Linked DNA regions of Oryctolagus cuniculus: region 1 is linked to region 2. A link is a contact called in public Micro-C data. All regions are on one chromosome and are shown on one strand. Each heading gives the region's core, a stretch centred on a gene start, on an enhancer-like site or on the middle of the called end of the contact. The rest is flanking DNA. Distances are from core to core; before and after follow the strand shown. Region 1 has its middle 23 kb from the start of CYP27A1. Region 2 has its middle 4.6 kb from the start of PRKAG3.

The links. A called contact is a pair of places that touch in the nucleus more often than the background predicts.
Region 1: a Micro-C map of ear pinna shows a contact between it and region 2, with 8 times the contacts expected there. The contact joins two enhancer-like sites. A contact is called at or near these places in 3 of 6 Hi-C or Micro-C datasets (ear pinna, psoas muscle and an unstated tissue).

The regions. Positions count from the first base shown.
Region 1 is chr3:20,693,506-20,696,242 of mOryCun1.1, reverse strand. No RefSeq gene overlaps it. Among named protein-coding and RNA genes, the nearest start is that of CYP27A1, 23 kb to the right of the region's middle. Within about 2 kb of position 1,397, at least 1 of the 8 cell types and tissues checked has an H3K27ac peak or open chromatin away from gene starts, as enhancers often do. A contact at or near this core is called in ear pinna, where this site is marked.
Region 2 is chr3:20,607,897-20,610,837 of mOryCun1.1, reverse strand. No RefSeq gene overlaps it. Among named protein-coding and RNA genes, the nearest start is that of PRKAG3, 4.6 kb to the left of the region's middle. Within about 2 kb of position 1,572, at least 2 of the 8 cell types and tissues checked have an H3K27ac peak or open chromatin away from gene starts, as enhancers often do. A contact at or near this core is called in ear pinna, where this site is marked.

The DNA of each region.
Region 1 (2,737 bases), core at 148-2,647, 86 kb before region 2:
CTTCCCCACACCTGGGCTGGCAGCTCGGCGGGTGCGTTTCAGGGGCCATCACTGTTGTAGGCTGGCCTTCCAGACGCCTGCTAAACTCTTGAACTGAAAGGAATCTACCTCCCTCCCCAAGCCTAAGTAAACAGTGAGTGCTCAATAAATGCTGACGGAGTGAACTGTACATACAGAAATCTCAAAGGACTCAAGTGCCTGAGCCGGAAGTTCTCTCACCTGGGGGGAGGCACAAGGCTTAGAGTGGGGCAGAAAGGTGGTTTCCACTTGGACCTGCTTGTCCCTAGCCCAGTACCTCCTATGGCTGCTGGCCTCCTCTGGAGTCAGTCCCTACAATCGGTTTACTTAGTACTGTAGCCGCAGCGCACACTGGGAGCTAACTAGAAATTGGTCCCACATCTCCCATGGGCTGGTTTCCCCTTTGTGCATCAGACACCCAGGCTGGGCTGCTGCCATCACGGCCTCCAGTTACCCCATTTCTCTGAACTTGGAAAAGATGGAGATGAACCCCCCACCCCCACCCCGGCGGGCTCCTGATGTCAGGTGGTGAGTTGGGTGGAGACCTGGAAAGGTCACTGAGAGTCCTGATCAGCGTTCAAGGATACAGTCTAGGGGAGTGTGCCAGCCAGTCCTAAGGTCAGGTTGACATTGGTGAAGAAAGTGTGAGGGTGACAAAGTCCAGGGCAGCACGTGCCGTCCAGTCCTGAGGACTTCAAAGGCGGGCCACGGTGGCAGAGGTCCTTGCCAGTCCCGTCAGATCTTTGCTGACATCGTTGAAGGGAACTCTCTCCTGTCCCTCCTGGATCAAGCATTGTACGTGTGGCAGAGGAGGGTCGGCAGCCTTCCCGTGGGGGAGCTCGCTGCCTCTTAGCCCGGTGCTGCCTCACTCCCTGGAAACCAACCTCAGAAACCCTGCACAGCTCGGCAGTCTGACCTGGATGGGGAGCAGTCCCACAGGCGGGGACCGGGGTGCCGGGGGAGGGAGGGAAGGAAGGACTTGGGAGACTCCGTGAGTGATGCAAGTAGAATGTTTTTTGCAGTTTAAAACACGTTCCCACATGTGTGTTTGTTTCTCCCATCTTCGTCTGCTAGGTGTGGTAGTCTGCTGGCTGGAGGAAGGGCGTTGGCTTTTGTGTCATGTTTCCCTTTCCCGTGGAGAGCAAATCTGCTCTGGCTGATCGAACATTCAGCTAAATGAGGAATTGCTGAGGAGTCTGGAGGGTTTTTCTGGGAAGTGTAAATTGAAGTCCAGGGGCCGGTGTTGTGGCACAGCGAGTTAAGCCACTGCTTCTGTGTGTGGTGCAGGCATCCCACGTCGGAGTGCTGGGTCATGTCTCAGCTGCTCCGCTTCCCAGCCAGCTCCCTGCAGGTACACCTGGGACGGCAGCCGAAGATGGCCCAGATACCTGGAAGAAATTCCCAAATACCCACGTGGGAGACCAGCGTGGAGTGTCTGGCCCAGCCCCGGCCATTGTGACCTTTTGGGGAGTGAATCAGTGTTGCAAACGTCTCTCTCTGTCTTCTCCTGTCACTCTGTCTTTCAAATAAATAAATAATTCTTTTTAAAAAATTGCGGGAGTCTAGTAGAGTCAACACTTGCCACAATCTATCCGTTGCCATCCTAACTTGGTAACTCACCCAGTGCCCGTTTGCAGGCAGGGCAGTGAGTGCTCCAGAGACCAGGAGTGCTGTCCAGGGTGTTGGTGTTGCGATGGAGTAGGGGGAGGGGGTGGCTGCGGACTGGAGGTTACTGTTCCCGGGTGCTTCAAATCCACTTGGGATTGATCAAAAACTACGTTTCCCTAGAATGAATATTAATGAAGAAGTGGCCTTGTGTTAGGAAAAGAGCCTGGGCCTTCCAGTGAACTGTACCACTGGCTCTGACCTTGGACCTGCCAACTAACTCGTAAGTCTGTTTCTTCATAATATGAATACAATACATACCTGGCGGGGATGATGAAGACAGAAGCCAAGCGTAGTAGAAGCACTTAGGATGCAGTGGGTACTTGCGCGTGGTCACTCCTTTTGTCCAGGTGCCCTTAGATAGGGAGAGGCGAGCTGGAATGGTGAGCCCCTTCCAAGGGGGGATGCGGAGCAGTGCTTGAGATGTTTTAGAAGTGGTGCGTCCAGAACACACTTAGACGTGTCCCCCCGCCTCACCCCAGTGCACGCAGAAACACCAGCAGTTTCCAGCCTGCCGTGAGTGCTCTAGGGGAGGTACCTCAGTGCAAGTTCCCTAGGCGAGGGAGCTCGGGAGGCAGTCGCAGTATGCGAATCAAATGAGACGAGTCCCAGGCTGTCCCAGGCTGAGCTTGGGTAGGAGAGGGAGAGCCAGGAAGCCCTGAGCGTGCCCAGCGGCAGATGCAGAAGCTGGAGGCCTTGACCAGCAGGGGCCAAAGGACAAGGGTGTGCACCTGGAAACATTGAGGGACGTGGTGTCAGGCTGCCTCGCCAAGGGTGATGGTCCGCTATCCTGGCCCCTCGGGCAGCTGACCTCAGAGGATCTGACGGTGGCGTTGGGGGTGTGGATGCCAGGAACTCGCCCCTCCACTCAGGTCGGTTATCACCCGTGACGACGTCACCAGAGGCAGCTGGGGATCTTTCCTGCTTACTGCTAGCTACTGTTTAAATCCCAACTGCTTCGGGTTAGCAGGGCTGTGGGGCTGCGAGCTGCATTTCCTGCCACTTGAGGTTCTGACTCTGGGCCCGCGAGGCTCCCCAGAGCGGGATCTGCACA
Region 2 (2,941 bases), core at 323-2,822:
GGCCAGGTTGGGGGCGGAAGCTGGGGGCCAGGAACTCAAGCTGGGTCTCCCACGTGGGTGGCAGGAACCCAACTACTTGAGCAACCACCAGTGCCTCCCAGGTCTGCATTAGCAGGAAGCTGGAGTCAGGATCCGGGGCTGGGACTCGAACCCGGGCACTGCATTGCAGGATGTGGACGACTTAAAGGCAGGCTGACTGCCCCATGTCTCGAGTTCTCGTGTGTAATCAACCCACTCTCACGACAATGAACCCATTTCCCGTGATAAGGACCTGCTCCGTCATGGTTACTTGGATCCATTTGTGAAGGCAGACACCCGTACCACGTCACCTCTGCAAGGACCCATCTCCCAACTCTGTGGCTTTGGGGACAAGCTTTTGACATAAGAACTTACAAACCCTAGCACTCCCCTACTCCCACTCTGCTTTGCCCACCTAGCCTGTATTGCTAAGGGAAATCAACCTCTGGGACTGGTGCTGTGGCATAGCGGGTAAAGCTGTCTCCTGCAGTGCCGGCATCCCATATGGGTGCCAGTTCGAGTCCCAGCTGCTCCACTCCGATCCAGCTCTCTGCTGTGGCCTGGGAAAGCAGTAGAAGATGGCCCAAGTCCTTGGACCCCTGCACTCGTGTGGGAGACCTGGAAGAAGCTCCTGGCTCCTGGCTTCGGATTGGCACAGCTCTGGCCATTGTGGCCAACTGGGGAGTGAAGCAGCAGATGGAAGACCTCTCTCTTTCTCTCTACCTCTCCTCCTCTCTCTGTGTAACTCTTTCAAATACATAAATAAATCTTAAAAAAAAAAATCAGCCTCTGTCTCATCTAGCCTCTCTTCATTCACACATCCACTTTGCGCTGTGCAAATGAAGACCCTTCGTGTCTATGCAGCACGTGGCATTGAGTAGACGCCGTGCACACCACGTTCCATGCGATACCCCACTCGATCCCTTGCAACCCTAGGACGTAAATATTTTTCTTACTGCAGTGATACAGATGAGAAGACCGAGGCATAAATAGAGTAAGTAATTTGATCAAAATCTCAAAGCTAGGGAGATGGAGCAAGCATTAACCCCGGGCTGCCTGGACTGCCTGGTGCCCACAACTTAACCGCTCGGCTTTATGGAAAGCACAGATCATGCAAAAAATATATGTGCTCAGTAAGTGGTTACTATTATTATTACCTGGCCACCTGCTTCCAGTGTTGCTACACCTCCAGCCGCGTAGGTTGTCCTCAAGTTCAGGGTCTGGAAGGACTTGGGCTGGGGGCTGACAGTGGCGCTGCTCTACACTGAGACCCCCCCCCCCCGCCCCGCGCGCCCCGATTTTCCAGTTCCGGCCCTGCCCTGTGTTGTCCTTTGATTCTTGGAATTCCCCTCCTGCTCTCGCCGCCAGCCGGGCCCCCACCCAGCCCCTTTGGCAAGGCAAGAATCAACAGACGCAACTGGCCACAGCCGGGTAACCAATCCTCCGTGGGTGATTGATTTTCGCCTGTGGCCGTGCGATCGTATTTCCTGAAGGCTGTGTAATCGGGGCCCTGCATCCTGACCCCACGGCGGGATTGGCTGCCGCCTCCGGGGAGCTGATTTGCCTGGGACATCGAGTTGGGGATCCTGTTTAGGTGTTATTTTTATATCAGACGGAGAAAAACAGCTTGCAGAGGCCAAGGGAGCCGCCTGGAGGGGACCCATAGCTGATAAATCATAAGCGAAGTCTCGCGTGCCAGAGAAGCTGGGAGGCGGCGAGCGCAAGTCTTCCTGTCTGTCACCCAGATGCCTCGGCTCCCGCCCTGTCTGTGCGCGGCTGCGCAGAGCTGCGCCGGGGCCAGCGTCTCCAGGACCTGGACAGAACCCACAGCCGGTTAATGCAGTCTTGTCTGCCCCGAGCCCTGCTCCACCGGTTTCCGTTCTGTGGGCTGGGGTGGGGGTGGGGAGTCGTATGGGCAGAAGTTGATTTGCTCCCCCAGGATCCCTTTACTCTTCTTTGGGGGGAAGCTCCTAGGTTTCCCTTTTAGGGAACCACGATTTGGAGCAAGTGCTGTGGGAAGGAGTTCCGTGGGGGGTTCCAGGAGGTATTCCTCTGGTTCAGACTGAGCCAGTGAGCACAGCAAGTGCCCCTGGTTACAGTGAGGGGGAGGGGCATTGGCAGAATCAGTCCACCCAGGGCAAGTCCCGAGATGTTTGCTACCAGGAACTCCTTCGCACTGGAACGGGAGCTGTGAGGATGTAGGTGTGGAGATTCTAGGGGTTACCGTGCGGAGTGGGGCAACCTGAGGACGAAGCCAACACAGAGGGCAAAGAGCCATGGTGAAAAAGACCGGGTCCTCCTGCCATTCACTGCAGTCCTGGGTCACACTGTACCTGAAGACCTCCCACCGGGGTTCTCAGTTCAGGAACCCACAGAATCTTCTCGTTTAGTGCTGTTTGAATTGGGACGTATGTCACCTGCAGCTCAAAGAGTTCTCATTGATATCAGAGTTAACAGAGGCCTGGGCACCTGCACAGGCTCTGGGGACGTGGGGTGTGAATTCAGCCACAGCAAGGTCTCAAGATATAGGGGGCATTTGAAAAACAATTCAAAGGGTGAGCATTAATTATTTTTAGAGATCTTATTTATTTATTTGAGAGGTAGAGTTACAGACAGAGAGAGGGAGAGACAGAGAAAAAGGAGAGTGAGCATTTTGATACAGCAGTAAAGACCCTGTTTGGGATGCCCGCATCTCCTATCAGACTGCCTGGGTTTGCGTCTCAGCTCTGCTCGCCCATTCCACCTTTCTGCCAATGTGCACCTCGGGAAGCAGAAGTTGGTCAAGTCTTGAGACCCCGCGACTCACATGGGAGACCCTGGATTGAGTTCCAGGTTCCTGGCTTTGGCCTGGCCCGCCCTGGCTTGTTATCAGCAACTGGGGAGAACAACCAGCAGATGGAAGATCTCTCTCTTTCTGCCTTTC